2 separate regions of the Mus musculus genome follow, and region 2 is linked to region 1. A link is a contact called in public promoter capture Hi-C data. All regions are on one chromosome and are shown on one strand. Each heading gives the region's core, a stretch centred on a gene start, on an enhancer-like site or on the middle of the called end of the contact. The rest is flanking DNA. Distances are from core to core; before and after follow the strand shown.

Region 1 (7,784 bases), core at 2,193-4,692:
CAAACATTGGGGCCCAAGTTCTGATCTCCCCCAAATTCATGTAAAAAGCCAGATGGAGCAGAGCACACCTGTAGTGTCAGTGCTGGGATGCAGAGGCAGGAGGGTCCTAGAGTTCACTGGACGGCATAGATCAAACAGGTTCAGTGAGGGAGCCTGCCTCAAAAACAAAACAAGGTGTTGAGCGCCTGAGGAAGGCACCCAACACCCACCTCTGACCTCTACAAGGCTGTGAATGAGCATACATGCAGACATATGCACATGCAGACACATGCACAAGCAGACACATACATCCAAGTGTGCATGAATACAGACAACTCCATAAGAGATTTAATACCATTTAAATTAATCAGAAAATAAATTAAAACTACAAAATCCATTATGAAAATCTAACAATTCTGTGGTATCTACTAAGAATTAGCTATTCTTAAGGTAATGAATTTTTCCAGAAATGCAGGCTTAGCTTGGAAAATTACCCAGATCACCATGAAGCCCAACATATTTTCAGTTAATCAATGTTCCATATGGCTAAACCAAGTTATTCACATGGTCTTGATACTTCCAAACCAATATGGTATGGATCACACCAAGACTGTCCCTATGTCAGGGCAGAATTGGAAAGACGGAGAATGGCAAATGTGAACTGGGAAAGTTTTAAAGGAAGCCAGAGAAAAAAACAAAACCAAACACACACACACACACACAAAACCCAAGAAAATAATAATGACCCATCAGATATTATAAAATGAATCTTAAAATATTGGGACTGACTAGGAAATAGTCACAAAAAGATAAGGAATTTAAGGGTCAGTGGGCTGTCCAATGGTGGTGGTGCATGCCCCTTTAGTCCCAGCACTCATAAGGCAAGGGCAAGCAGATGTATGTAAGTTCAAAGCCAACCTGGCCCAGGACAGTCAGTGCTACACAGAGAAACCATGTCTCAATAAACAACAACAAAAAAAGTCAATGGTCTGAGGGAACAGCCTTGGGAAAGAACATGCAACACAGATGCCTAATTTTTAGTACCATCAGTACAAATTAGAATAAGGAGAGAGAGAGAGAGAGAGAGAGAGAGAGAGAGAGAGCGCAAGAGCGAGAGCTAGAGAGAGCAAGAGAGAGCGAGCGCAAGCGAGCGCACACCACACTTACAGAAACTAGGTTTGGTTCCTGGCACCTATGTGAAATCCAAAACTACATGTAACTCAGAATCCAGGGAATCTAAGCTCTCTTCTGGTCTCCTAAAGCACCTGCACTCTTGTCCACACACCCTTCCCCCATATATACATAGTTAAAATTAATTTTTTTTCAAAAAAAAAAAATCACTGCAATAGACCCCGATCTTCAAATAAACACGTACAAAGTTCCATTAAGGCCCAAAGCTGTCAGCTCCCAAATTCCGTTACATTTCGTAGCTTCGGTTACTGTGTTGCTACAAAATATCCCAGTTTGGCAGGTTTGTAGATGATACAAGAATAAACTTCTTAACTGCCCTGAGGTACCCATCTGAAGTATAAGCTTGAGGATGGAAGAGAGGTCTATTTTGAACTTGGCCTCTTCATCAGTTACTCTGATATAAGGGGATGGTATACATCGCAAGAGCTGAAACTGAAGCAGGCCAGCCAATGAGCTCCAGAGAAAAACAGCCTCAAAACAAACAAAAAAATATTAAGTGCCATTCCTAACTTCAAAGTATTACAACTCTATTGTGAACAGACACGATCTTTTTAAATGCTCTTCAATGGTGTAGAAAAGGCTAAGTTTTATAACCTTCAAGGAGCCAAATCATCTGAACAGCTTCCTAAATAAAGGAAAAAAAAAATCCTCTACATTCCAAAATCATGAACCACTTTAATAAAGCTGCCCCTCTAGTGGGTCTTAACGATGCCAGTAAACCCGATATTTCAAATAAAAGCTGACTTACTCGAATATTTAACCTCAGTTTCTCTGACCACCACCACCTAATCGGTTTTCAACTGCAGTAAACAATGCACATTTGAAGCACTTAAATCTTACATGCGAGGGGGTATTGTACAATTAAAGAGTCTAAGTATCACAAATCCGCCTGAAATTCTTTGATATGTACTGAAAAGATGTTTACAGTAAGTGTCACAATCCCGTATCCTGTTTAACTAAATGACATATAACTCGCAGTGCAGCTATGTTTGTCTGTGAACACAATTCTTGATTGCAAAGACGAAACGGAGGCCCAGTGAAGCTACAGAACCAGTAAGGTAACAAGCTAAAGGCGTCATAGATTTCTTGGCTATGGTGACAGGCAGGAGGCACACCCCTAGCGTCAGCCAGAAATACTACATGGTGAATTCCACCTACGGATTAATAGGAAAGTAAGGAAGGGAAAATTTAAATCGCCATCGTTCAAAAACAACTACCACAAGCACCGGAAAAACAGAAATAAAAATACTAAGAAAATATTAACAAACCAATATGAGCATTTCTCTAGGCCCGGTGTCTTAGCTAATATACACGCTGGCCCTTTCATGTTCACCAACGCAGAGAAAAGCGGCCTCGGGAAAAAAAAAAATCCCCTACGGTTGCAAACAGCAGAGAGATAAATGCGAAAACGAGCGAAGAAGGCAAGAAAGTGGAAGGATCCCTGCCAAGGCTCGCTGCTGGAAAATGCGGAGTGAGTGGGAGGAAGCACAACTCTGGAGAAGTGGGTCTTACATAAAGCGCCATTTGCCGCACACTATCATTTCCACCGGATTTCAGAAAACCCAACCTGGAAACCCATCTGGGGGCGGAAAGTGGGTTTCACGTGGAGGAGGGTAGCGAGGGCGCAGCCCCCCGGGACCGGGGTTCAGAAAAGGCCGAACGAGCCAGACAGGCGACGGGGCCGGGGTTGCGCGGAGGCCCACGGGCTTAGGAGCCCGGGGGCGGCGGCTCTGTGGGCGCCCGGAGGCCCAGGGTCGTGCGGAGGGCGGGGGCGGCGAATCTCGGGGAGCGCGGAGACGTCCGGCGTTTGCAGGGGGCCGGGGGGCGCGCGGAGGCCCGGAGGAGGCGCGCAGGGGCTGGGGGGCTTGCAAGGGCCTTGCAGCGGCCCGGGAGCGCGCAGAGCCGGGGGCCGCGCAAGTAGCCGAGGACTTGAAACCCAGCACCTGCACCCTCCAGGCCTCTGGAATTTTCTATCCGAGAGGACGCCCCGGGCCCTCCCTCGCGCGACCGGGGAACCGAGGTCTCACCATCTTGCTCGGCGGGCGGCGCTGGCGGCGGCTGTAGGATCCTCGGGACGCGGCGACGGCGGCTTTGCTGTCCGGCGCCGGGCGGGGTGCAACGGGGCCTGGGCCCGGAGCGAGGCGGGCGGAGTCCCGGTTGGAGATGCGTCGGCGGGAGGAGAGGGTTGCAGCCTCACGCTCACAGGCGGCCCCGACTCGTTGCAGCGGCTCGCGCTGACCGCAACCTCAAGGCACGGAACAGGGCGCGCAGAGGGCGGAGCGAGCGCGGGGCGGGGCGGGGCGGAGCCTGCGGGAGGCTGACATCCGGGAACCCGCGCCCTGCCGTGCACACGCTCTCCAACCGGATTGCTCGCAGAGCCCCGCTAGCGCTCCGCCAGCGCTTTTTGCGTACCGTGCGCCGGGGGACATGGAGATGGGGGGGCAGACGTCTTGACGTTGGGAGAGCCGCGCTTCCTGTCATGTGACCGAAGGAAGGCCGGCAGGAGGAAGACTCCTGGGAGGAGAAAATGGGGAGAATGACAGGACCTGCCACAGGGCTGTGTCGCTCTTGGGGGGTGACACCATGTCACTATGGCGAGGCACGGGCAAGTCTACACTGTGGAGTCAAGCGCGCAGTTGGAAAAATAGGAGAAGCAAAGCTAGCTGCAGCTTAGGTCCTGGGAGCCACTGACAAGAGTGGGGGATTGCTTCCCACTCCAACAGACACTACCTCTAGGTTGCCCTGCAGCTGGTGCAGAAAGAAGCCTTTAAGAGAAATACTACGAGACAGACTGCCCTGTTGTCCATGTAGTAAGGGTATGTCCGTAATGGTGGCAGTTGCCTTACTATAGAAGTGAAACTACAGTAGGTAATAAAGTCCATGGAAAGAAGTTATATTTAAGAGGAAAAGATAAGTTGGTAGGAGAGATGTGATAAAGATAACGTATTTATGTTATTTATTTTAGTCAGGTTTTGAATAGATAGAAAATAAAGGTCAGGGTATGTCCTGCTCTACCTGTTTCATCTTCTGTAAGTGTAGATTATTTTTTAGCTTTTGAGAGACGAGCTTTGACTCCACTTTGAGGATGGGGGATGCCTGCACCGGAGGGGACACGAATGCTACTTACCATGTATCCAGTTCCACTCACAGACTGAAAATGCCTTATAGCTTGGCGTTGAAAGGGTGGCACCCTATGAATTTATCAGGGTAAACTGTAACAGCGCATAGGTTTGTTACAATTGTTTGGGAAACCAGGCACAAGAACGTGGTAGGCACATCATACCAAGAAAAGGGTGCAACGTCCTCACCTGGACTCCATAAAGAGATAGACATCTAGCACTGTGATGGCAACAACCCCTACCAATCTATCATCCGACCATCCTGATAGGCAAAGAACACTTGACTGCCCCTGAGGCTTGAACTCAGTTAAGTCCTCACTGTTGACAAGGTTTGGTCAACTGTCCATCTTTCTATTCCTCCAGCTGTACCATCCATCCATCCCTTCATCTGGACCTACATTTGGCTCTTAGGCCTCTACAGCTGAACTCAACTCTATAGCTTCCCATTTAAACCATTGACACTCCCAACAGCCTGCTCCAGCATCTTTCCTAAAGCCAAGGTGTTTATTTAGTATCAAAACAAACTACATTTCTGATGGCCAGGCAGTGGGGTTGCATGCCTTTAATCCCAGTACTTGTAAGAGAGAAGCAGGCAGATCTCTGTGAGTTCAAGGCCAGCCTGGTATTCAAAGTGAGTCCAGGACAGCAAGGACTCTGTTACACAGAGAAACCCTGTCTCAACAAACAAACAAAAAAACCTACATGTCTATCATACCAATAAAACCTTGTGAACTCTGTTGTGTCCTCTTGCTTTTTGCAGCTGTTCTGTAATTGATGTTTATACAGATATATTTATTGCATGATCTGAGAGTAGATGATATGATTACAAGATAAGCCTGAGTGTTTGCCTCAGCAATATTTGGCAGATAACTGCCATTGAAACCACAAAGTCTGATGAATTTTTTTCAATAAATGAAGACCTTGTGGAAAGACACAAATGTGTTTGTCTCTATTTCTGGCACAGTATGTTAATGATTGTACTGGCTGGTTTTCTGTGTCAACTTAACACAAGCTGGAGTTATCACAGAGAAAGGAGTTTCAGTTGGGGAAGTGCTTCCATGAGATCTAGCTGTGGGGCATTTTCTCAATTAGTGATCAAGGGGGAAGGGCCCCTTGTGGGTAGGACCATCTCTGGCCTGGTAGTCTTGAGTTCTATAAGAGAGCAGGCTGAGCAAGCCAAGGGTGGCAAACCAGTAAAGAACATCCCTCCATGGCCTCTGCATCAGCTCCTGCTTCCTGACCTGCTTGAGTTCCAGTCCTGACTTCCTTGGTGATGAACAGCAGTATGGAAGTGTAAGCTGAATAAACCCTTTTCTCCCCAACTTGCTTCTTGGTCATGATATTTGTGAAGGAATAGAAACTGACTAAGACAAATTGGTACCAGGAGTGGGGTATTCCTGTGACAACCTGACCATGTTTTGGGGGAGGACTGTGGAAGGACTTTGGAATTTTGGGCCAGAAGATCTGTTCGGTGTTATGAGCTCTGTCGAATGTTGTGTAGGAGCTTGGAAGATAATGTTGAGAACAATGCAGAAGATGGAGGCCTGGCTTGTGAAATTTTGGAGGGAAGATTAAAGACTCTTATCAGGGCCATTGAGGTGACATCTTCTGGGAAGTGTTTTCTGAGAGCACAGAGGCTGTGTTCCAGAGATAGCCATGGTTGTACCTTGTGCTGTGGCTGGACTTAGTAATATGTAAGAATTACCCAGGTGGTAGTGGTTTTGAAGGCATGAAGAGGTCATGCAGAGCAGCTGAGGCTCAGCACTGTGAGAGGCCATGGAAGGCCATTGGTGAAGGTGCAGCCTCAGTTGCAATTGATGGCCCAGGACTGAAGGGGTCATGAAAAGGAGTTGAGGCTTGGCACCATGAAGAGAGTCTATGAGAGGCTATTGTTGAAGCCAAGTTACAGTGGAAGACAGCAGCATTTTGGAGATGCCAGTACCATGAGATGACTACCAAGAACAGCAGCAGCAGTGGAGTACAGGCAGCTGGAGCCTAGAACACAAATTGTGTGCTACAAAGGGCATGGCTGGAGAAGTTACCCAAGCCCTTGGAGGAGCCCAGAAGATCGTGAGTTGGATCCCAGACATTGGATGGTTGGAGATTGAATTTTGCTTTTGATTGTGACTGTGCCATGATATTTTCCCTCTTAAAGGGGAGTTTTTTAGTGAAGCCCACAGTTAAGAGACTTTGAATTTTAAAGTACTTTGAATTTTAAAAGATACTGGATATTTTAAAAGGATTGAACTTTTAATATGAAAAGACTGTGGAACTTTTAAAGTTATTTAGATCTTGGGGATGAGTAAGAAGGTAAGGGTTGAGGCTTACTAGTGATGTGTTTGTGTGTCAAGTTGACAAGGGGTCAATTGTGCTGGCTGGTTTTGTGTCAACTTGACACAAGCTGGAGTTATGACAGAGAAAGGAGCTTCAGTTGGTGAAATGCCTCCATGAGATACAACTGTAAGGCATTTTTTCAATTAGTGATCAAGGGGGAGAGGCCCCTTGTGGGTGGGACCATCTCTGGGCTGGTAGTCTTGAGTTCTATAAGAGAGCAGGCTGAGCAAGCCAGGGGAGGCAAACCAGCAAGAAACATCCCTCCATGGCCTCTGCATCAGCTCCTGCTTCCTGACCTGCTTGAATTCCAGTCCTAACTTCCTTGGTGATGAACAGCAGTATGGAAGTGTAAGCTGAATAAACCTTTTCCTCCCCAACTGCTTCTTGGTCATGATGTTTTTGCAGGAATAGAAACTCTGACTAAGACAATTATGCATAGCATCCAGACATTAGTAGGTTTGAGGGTACTCAAGGAAGTATTCTTTGTCAAAATCAACTTGGGTCTCACCTGTAGTCGCTCTGTTAACACTAATTTCAGGAAAATGAATGTATTATAATTGCCCCTGCTTAGTATGTAAAATACCACATGACAAGGGAAATGGAGGTGCGGGATTTTGCTAAGGTTCACTAAAGGAAGATTGTTCCTGGTAAAGCACAGGTATTTAATAGATTTGTGGTTTTTATTTTTTAGTTCTTTTCAGTCTACTCTGTTACATGATTTTTAAATTTATTATTATTATTATTATCATTGTTGTTGTTGTAAAAAGAATAGGAACTGAGTTGACCTCTGATCCTGAGTGGAGACATGATGTCTGAACAGTCATGGGATTACTATCTTGCAAAAGTTTGCTTGTACTGAACAAAAACAAGCTATTATCTTCTTCTTTAAGAGTTAATTAAAATAGGTTAACCAATTACTTGGACATGAAAATGATCCTTGGGAAGCTGTCTGCTTCAGAAACTTTAAGGAGCATGACACACTTGTAAATGTGTTAATCGCAAGGACAGGAAATAGAAATGGGGTAGATTGTTTAAAGTAAGAGGACCCCAAAATTAACAATTTTCTTCTACATTGGAATTCAGAAATGTCTTTGGCTCTGTCCTACCCAGAGGCCAGAGATATCAGAAGTATTGGTGGGCTCCAAGTCCACGGTCTGGTTC
Region 2 (7,784 bases), core at 1,930-4,429, 2.8 Mb before region 1:
GATCCCAGCACTCGGGAGGCAGAGGCAGGCGGATTTCTGAGTTCGAGGTCAGCCTGGTCTACAAAGTAAGTTCCAGGACAGCCAGGGCTATACAGAGAAACCTTGTCTCGAAAAACAAAAAAAAAAAAAAGACACCCCAGCAGGCTGGTGAGAAGGCTCAGTGGTTAAGAGCAGTGAATGCTCTTCCAGAGGTCTGAGTTCAAATCCCAGCAACCACATGGTGGCTCACAACCATCCTTAATGAGATCTGATGCCCTCTTCTGGTGTGTCTTTAGACAGCTACATTGTACTTACATAAAATAAAATAAAATAAAATAACACCCCAGAAAAGGGCATCAGAACTCATTACAATGGTTGTGAGCCACCATGTGGTTGCTGGGATTTGAACTCAGGACCCTCTTAAGAGCAGTCAGTGCTCTTAATCCAGCCCCCTATTGAAGTTTTAATACAAAGCCAGTGTTAAAAAAAAACAGACACTTTGTTACAGACTAGTAATTCTGCTGAGAGACTTAGACTCACCCACCCCTTAACTCGCAGGGCTGCTGAACATGTTCACCTGTTATCCTTTACATTATACATCAAGATTTGCTGTAAATGTGTTTTCCAATCTGACCTTTCACTTCCAGGGCACAGAGAAGCCACTGTTCCTGGGGCGCTGTGTGTGCCAGCACATTCTCTTGTGTGGGGCCTACTGCCCTGGCACTACAGACTTATAGGGCTAGCCCAAGGTTGGGGTACCAGATAGTGTGCCACCAACCCGTCTGGTCTTTCCTTTCTCTTTGCTGCTATGTGCTGTGGCCCCTAGCAGCTAAGAGGCAGCTAAGGCAGAGGAACAAAAAAGAGCAGGAAGTGAACCCAGGGAGCCTCAGAGTGAGGGGCCCTAGATGGGTGGCACACAACCTGGGCTCCCTGTAAGCGCCGACGCGGCTCCTAGTGAGCTAGAAGATCTATGGAGTTTTCATGGCTCCCAATAGACTTAGTCAGAGTGCCAGTTCCAGGGTGCGACAAGCACGGAGCATGGAACTCATGCTGCGCCTCCCTTATAGTGCTAGTCTGGGCTACTTTGCAGCAGCTTACCGAGCCACGTTCTTACTGTCAGTACTGCATTTAACATGAAATTTCCACACCTGAGTATGTTCTGCCTGTATCCTGTTCTACCATCCTTCCTCAGATCACAGCACACCCTGGCCAATAAAAAACCAACAGCGAAGAGCCTGGTCTGGAGGGGAAGGGTCATCAAAGGTACACTGGGTGGTGGCGGCGGCCCACAAGCCTTTAACCCCAGCACTTGAGGCAAAGGCAGGATGCTCTGTGGTCAGCCTGTCTACAGACAAGAGTTCCATGACAGCCAGCCAGGGCTACCCAGAAAAATCCTGTTCTGGGGATGGGGGAGGTACCTCTTGGTACTTCTGAAAGGGCAATGTTAGAAGTGTTGTCTAAGGCAGGTGACCTAAAATAAAATGCTCTTGGGTCACCCTCTGGGTCAGTGTGCCTTTCCTGAGCACCCCTGGAGGTGAGTAACCAGGGTGTAAAAGCCCCGTTCAAGTGATTTTTCATGGTTTCTTTCGGTTTCTCCTGCTTTCTTCTGGAATGCCCAGTGCATTCGTGAATATGCTGCATGCAGACATCAGGGAAGGGAGGCCTTCTCTGGAAAATCTGAAGAGACTCTCTGCTTTAATCTTTACAGCTGGAAAGCTCACCCCTCCACCCTGGGGCCCCAGAAAGCAGAGAGCATAAGTATAGCCCAGGCCCCCACCCCCATCCTGCCTGGACCCCCATCCTGCCTGGACCGGCCTCACCTCTATCTCAGCTGTGGGCCGCTGACTGCACCTGTAATCACTACTGAGTCGGAAACACTTGCTCCAGGAAGTTAAGCTTGTGAGCCGCTCTGGCAACAACAGATCCAGATCCAAAAGCACATGCAAACCACAGTTTTTAAAAAACAAACAAACAAACAAAAATTCAATGGAATTCAAGAATTATTTTAAAAAAAAAATCAAGAATCCTTTTTAAAAGAAAAGGTTAAAAAAAGAAAATGAAAGAAAAGGAAAAGAAAAGAGAAAAAATTCTCTTTAGAACCAAGCACCAAATAACCCTTGGCCCCACCCTAGGTGGGCGCATGACGAGGCCATGTCAGGCTTCCTCCCAGCCAGCACAGTGCTCCACCCTGGATGCTGCTCCTTCCTCCTCAGCACCCCTCTGTACTGTGATTTCCAGGCCACTGGCCGCAGTTACTCCAGGCCCACAAGACACCAGGCCTCTGCTGTGTCTGCCATGTTGTTAAGTGTACAGCATTATTCACGACCTTTTAAAATGCTAACACGGGCACTTTTGGGAAACCACATAAACATTTTATTGTAATAGTTTGTTAACATTCAAAACACCAATTGGAGGTAGCTCAGACTTTTTGTCCAAAAACCACTAAAACATAACAATTTTGACATCAGTAGTTTTGGAAATAAGCTTTATTTAGTTTTTTTTTTGGGGGGGGGGGAGAATGTATCTAACTCTTATAGACTAAGTATGTGCCCTAAAGGGGTGAGTGTCAGGGTGACTACTTTGAAAATTTTGGGGACAAGAGAGCCCTGGGAGGTCAAAGGGTCAAACCTGAACGGAGGTTTGTTTAGGACTCTGCCTTTATTGTCGGTCTGCTCGGCGGAGCCTGGGGTCAGCGTTCATAATTAACCAAGATCTAAGGGATTTCCGGCTGAAGACAAACCGACCCCGCCCTGAGAAAACTCTCCCTCCTGTTTTTACCTGAAAGTAATCAATCAAGCTCTCGGGTTTTCCCTTCACTCTTGCACAAACCATATTCCTGGTCCTGTTTAAACCTCAAGGCCACCGACCAGAATGGTTCCCACCCCCATTAAGCGCATCAGCAATAAAACAAAATCAGTTCTTTAAAACACAAACAGCAAAGGGAGTTGCTTAAAGTTAATAATCTCCAACCCAGGGCTCCGACCCACAGCCACCTTCTTCTCTTGACTATTTTTTGTTTTTTTGCTTTTGCCCTCATTATTGGAGAAAGCAAAGGAAGTGGAGTGTCAGCAAGAAACCAGCTGACGGTGGCCAGGGAGTGTGAAATCTAGGTTTATACTTCATCAATAATGCCCCGAACAGTCTGACTACTTCTGCCCAGTCCACAGATGGATTTCTTTCTCCTGCTACCCCGCCCTCCTCCAAGGTCAAAAGGTCAGGAAATGACTTTACCAAATTCAAAACCTACAAACTCTTTTACAGGCCAGCCCAGCTTAAGATCTCTCCCAAACAAAAGGTGATAACGTAGCCCACAGGAAGGAAGGAGAGCCAGGGCCCACAGGCCACAGGCAGGGTTTTTACGAGCCTCACTTTATATTCTAGTCAGAGCCACCCGTAGAGTGTCCTTTCAGGCGGCAAGAGTTAGTGTTTCATTTTGTGCTCTTTCACCTTGGTTCTGAGTTCTGTCATCTCCTTTACTACAGAGGGAAAGATAAGCAATAATGTCCTATTTTCAAGGTATCTGCTCTGCAGTGGGGGCTAAATCTCCACTCCTCAGCAGACACTGGCTAGGAGGCAGCCAAGTTGGTAGTTATCCAATCATGTGGTGACGGGACATTAGGCAACTTAGTTCCACGCTCCTTTTACGCTAGAAAGAACAGGACTGAGTGGGACTCCTCATTCCGGGAGAAAAGGGACCGTTCAAGGTTACTGACCCCCCAGGACCGAGGAAGGGCGGTTCCCCACCGCTGTCCACAGTTTACAAACAAGGGCTCCATGTTGTGGGAAAAGTCCCTGGATCGGTGCTGTTGGGATTTTAAGATTTACTGGCTTAGGTAACAACTGTGAAGGAATTTTAAGTGAAGAGGAATTACTAACAGCCCAACTCCAGGAGAGAGCAACAGCTGGAGGGGGGTGAGGGGCCATCTGGGCTGTTCCTCCTCAACAGAGGTCATTCCATTTGGCATTTATTAGTCTAACTAGACCTGGTAACACATCCTCTTCTCACAACTGGGTGTGACTCTTTGAATCTACTACTGAGCCACAGCCTCTTCATATGCAGCAGGGGGGGGGGGAGTCAAAGGGCTTTTGAGGTCTCTTTACAACTTCTGTATTATTTTTTTTTTTAATTGGCTTTACAGTCCCTTAGTGTTGCCAAGGGCTTTAGCAAACACACGCTACTGAAACATCTTGCAGAAGCAGAAAACTTGTAGTAGTAAAAATCCAACAGAATACATTTAATAGAAAAAGACCAGAAGCCACCAAGACCCATGACAACACCACAGGCCCAGCTCCTTCACTCAGCATGGAGTTACTACGCAATCATAAAACTCCCAGGGTAAGGGAGTCCTATTGAAGTCTTTTGAAAATGGAAGAAAATGGGCTCAGTGGCAGGGTGTTTGCCTAGAATGTGCATGCGCCGCACATGCGAGTACACACACACACACACACACACACACACACACACACACACACACACGCAGAGCATGGAATGTTTTTAGAATAAACTGAATACGCTACATGTGCTGATAAAAGGCTGTAACTAGCATAGGAGGAGTTTTTTCTTGTTTTTAATGTGCACTGGTGTTTTGCCTACATGTATTTGTATGAAGGTATCAGATCTTGGAGTTGCATACAGTTGTGAGCTGTCACATGGGTACTGGGAATTGAAACTAGGTTCTCTGGAAGCACCGAGCCACCTATTCAGCCTCCCCTCGTTTTTTTTTAGATTTATTTTTTATTTTATGTATATGAGTACACTGTAGCTATCTTCAGACAAGCCATAAGAGGGTATCAGATCCCATTACAGATGGTTGTGAGCCACCATGTGGTTGCTGGGAATTGAACTCAGGGTCTCTGGAAGAGAAGTCAGTGCTCTTAACCGCTGAGCCATCATCTCTTCAGTCTTCTTTTTTTTTTTTTTTTAAAGGCAGTTTCACTGTATATTCTGGGTTGGCTTGAGACTCCCATATGTACACCAGGCTAACCTTGAACTCACAGAGATTGACCTGAAGTCAACATAATAAAGCCATCATTGTGAGCAACACTAGTACCAAGGAAAGAATAAAAGGTCTCTAACATAAGGCCAGTCAACACCCAGCTCTGTATTCTATGGCAGTGTCGACATCTGCCTCCTTCTCACCCTTCCCCTTTCTAAAGATTAAATTTGGCTATTCAAATCTACCTGTGGGTGTGACTGTGAGGACGTACAGAGGTCGGGGCTGCCGGTAGTTAGCTCTTCCTTTCTACCATTTGGGCTGCAGACACAAACTCAGGCCATGAGTTACTAACTTATTAAGAGCCATCTACTCTGGCCTTCATCCTGGTTCTCTGGGACAGTTGCAATTCCCAAGGCACCACAAATAAACCACCTCGCCTCTGGCAACTTCCTCCAGTGAGCAGGTCTGGAAGGGAGTTCTTTAAGCCTAAGCAAAGACTAGATTAAACATAACAGGATGCTCAGAGGCACATCTCCTTGCCTTTGCATACAATCAACCTTAGCCTTTATTAAAAGGCAATTCCACCTCAAAAGACTTTCAAACATATTTTCACTTCAGTATTCACAATAAGCCAAAAGGTGGCAATAATCTAAATTCATTCATCCAGAGAGGACTGGTTAAACAATACACAATGGGTCATCGCTCAGCCTTAATAAACAGTGGAGTCGACAATGGGATGAGTTTTGAGAAAGCTAAGCAAAAGAACCCAGTCCAAAAAAAAAGGGGGGGGGGACAAGCTGTGTGGAAGTGTTGGCACAAGCCTTTAATCCCAGCACTCGGGAGGCAGAGGCAGGTAGACTCTGAGTTCGAAGCCAGCCTGGTCTACAGTGAGTTCCAGGGCTACACAGGGAAACCCTGTGTCTTAAAAAAGAAGGAGGAGGAGGAGGAGAAGTCATTGCACCATCCATTCTATTTATATTATTATCTAAAAGCCATGGAAACAGAGTAGTATGGTGGCTGTCCTGGGCCGGGGAAGAGAGTCAACCACCGTGCCTGGAGTTTCGGTTTTGCAAGGTGAAATGTTCTAGAGATCTAGAATGCACAGAATCAGTGTCACTTTAGCATACACTAAGCAGTTGCTAAAAAATATTGGGGTGAAAAAAACCACTGATTTGTGTGCATGGGGGAGGGGTGTTATGTCACAGTGCAGATGTGGAGGTCAAAGGGCAACCCCCACGAATCCATCCTCAGGCTTAATGACAAGCGTCTTGATTTGCTGAGCCCTCTCACTGGCCCTGTATCCTGGTTTCTGCCACATGAGAAGGGGGTACCTTGAGAAGTAAGGGAGCCACTTGAACTGGGTTCAGGAAGTCTGGGTTGCATGCAGGAACACTCCCAAAGCCTGAAGGAGTGAGCATCACCACTGACAAAAGGTAACAGTCGGCGCATGCGCAGGACCCTCTCCAGGCGCTGCTTCCAATGCTTAAGGCCCGTTACTCTGCTCTTCTGCGTGCAAGGCAGGTCACACACAGCTCAAACCTCTTAAGTACTGGCTTTACTGACAGAAAATGGCGTTTCTTATAATATCATCTCAAAACATCAGACGAGTTAAATAGAACAGTGTACCCCCAAACTCTGAGACAACATTCTAAAAAGAAAAAAAAGGAAGGCTAACTTATCTTTATGGGTAAATCGCATGCATATCACATGTGTGTCCACAAATTCCCTGGCACTGGAGTTACTGAAGGTTGTGAGTCTCCATGTGGGTGCTGGGAACCAAACCTGGGTCATCAGCAAAAGCAGGTGGTGCTCTTAAATACTGAGCCTCTGAACACTGAACAGTCTATATACAATGCAACACACACACACACACACACACACACACACACACACACACACCGGGATATTTTTATGATTAGACCCTTTTTATTTCTTCTGATCTCAGTTTTGAAGATTACTAAAAACAATTACAAGAGTTTTCTAACACTTCCATTTCTTCTCCATGGGAGTTAGCCATGTTTTTAATATTACTCAAGGCAGGAAAAAAAGGGACTGGCTTGATTTCCCCCCCCCTTTGGAACAAGTTCCTGCCAGATTCTGCACACTGCAGCTCTCCGGCGATGTGATGAGAACACATGCCCACCCACAGACACTAACTTTGCTCCTCACCCTCCCTGAGCAGCCTGTGACACATGCTGCTGTGCTCAGCGGATGGAATTCAAGAGCCCCAGTCAAGCAGCAGGGCCCAGGGGGCCAGAGCAATGGCAGGCAGGCAACCGAGGAAGCAAGTGTTTATAAATGAGGAGAGGAAGAGGGGAAGAAAGGGAGGGAGAGAAAAGGGGAGGAGGGAGAGGAGGACAAGAGCAGGGGGGTGGTAGGAAGCACAGAGAGGGGCAGAGAGAGTGTTTCCATTCTTTACAATTGCATGATTTACCTCTTGATTGGAATCTAAATACAGCATCTCACTGAGATTTCTCCCATAATGACCTCAGAAGACAGCAAGAACAGCCGAATCCCAGCACCACTCCCAGAAGGCATAGCGAGGAAGGGTCCACTTACAATCCAAGTCAAAAGCTTTCAAAAGAGAACTGAGGTGCCAGCCTCCTTCTGAAGTATTGGCTTTCTCTATGGTTCTCATGAGCCACAAGGAAATGGTACTTACAACTCAACTCATGTGCATGGCTCCCCTGGCTGCCCCACTTTCAACGCCAAGGCACTCTAGGTGTTAACGCACTGAACTGCCAGCAAGCTAATGCCCAGCAAAAGGAACAGTCCACAGTAGCTAGATAAGAGAGGGCACGTATCCGTTTATACTTCAGAGGGAGGCTTGTGGCTTAAGAAATTTACTCTATGCTTGTCTCTGGCTTC

The links. Promoter capture Hi-C pulls out the DNA fragments that hold promoters and counts their contacts.
Region 2: a promoter capture Hi-C map of liver shows a contact between it and region 1, with 4 times the contacts expected there. The contact joins the enhancer-like site here to the promoter of Ppp3r1 in region 1. A contact is called at or near these places in 4 of 39 promoter capture datasets (cranial neural crest, liver and pre-B cells), 1 of 115 datasets of contacts at active chromatin or transcription factors (astrocytes) and 1 of 9 other capture datasets (embryonic stem cells).

Annotation. Positions count from the first base shown.
Region 1 is chr11:17,154,956-17,162,739 of GRCm38.p6, reverse strand. Ppp3r1 (protein phosphatase 3, regulatory subunit B, alpha isoform (calcineurin B, type I)) reads right to left here and starts at 3,442. Exons shown (of 6, transcript NM_024459.2): 1 at 3,198-3,442. The coding sequence starts at 3,200.
Region 2 is chr11:19,982,811-19,990,594 of GRCm38.p6, reverse strand. The region is part of intron 1 of Spred2 (sprouty-related EVH1 domain containing 2); the gene reads right to left. Among named protein-coding and RNA genes, the nearest start is that of Gm39603, 50 kb to the left of the region's middle. Within about 2 kb of position 3,179, at least 150 of the 459 cell types and tissues checked have an H3K27ac peak or open chromatin away from gene starts, as enhancers often do. A contact at or near this core is called in astrocytes, embryonic stem cells and liver, where this site is marked.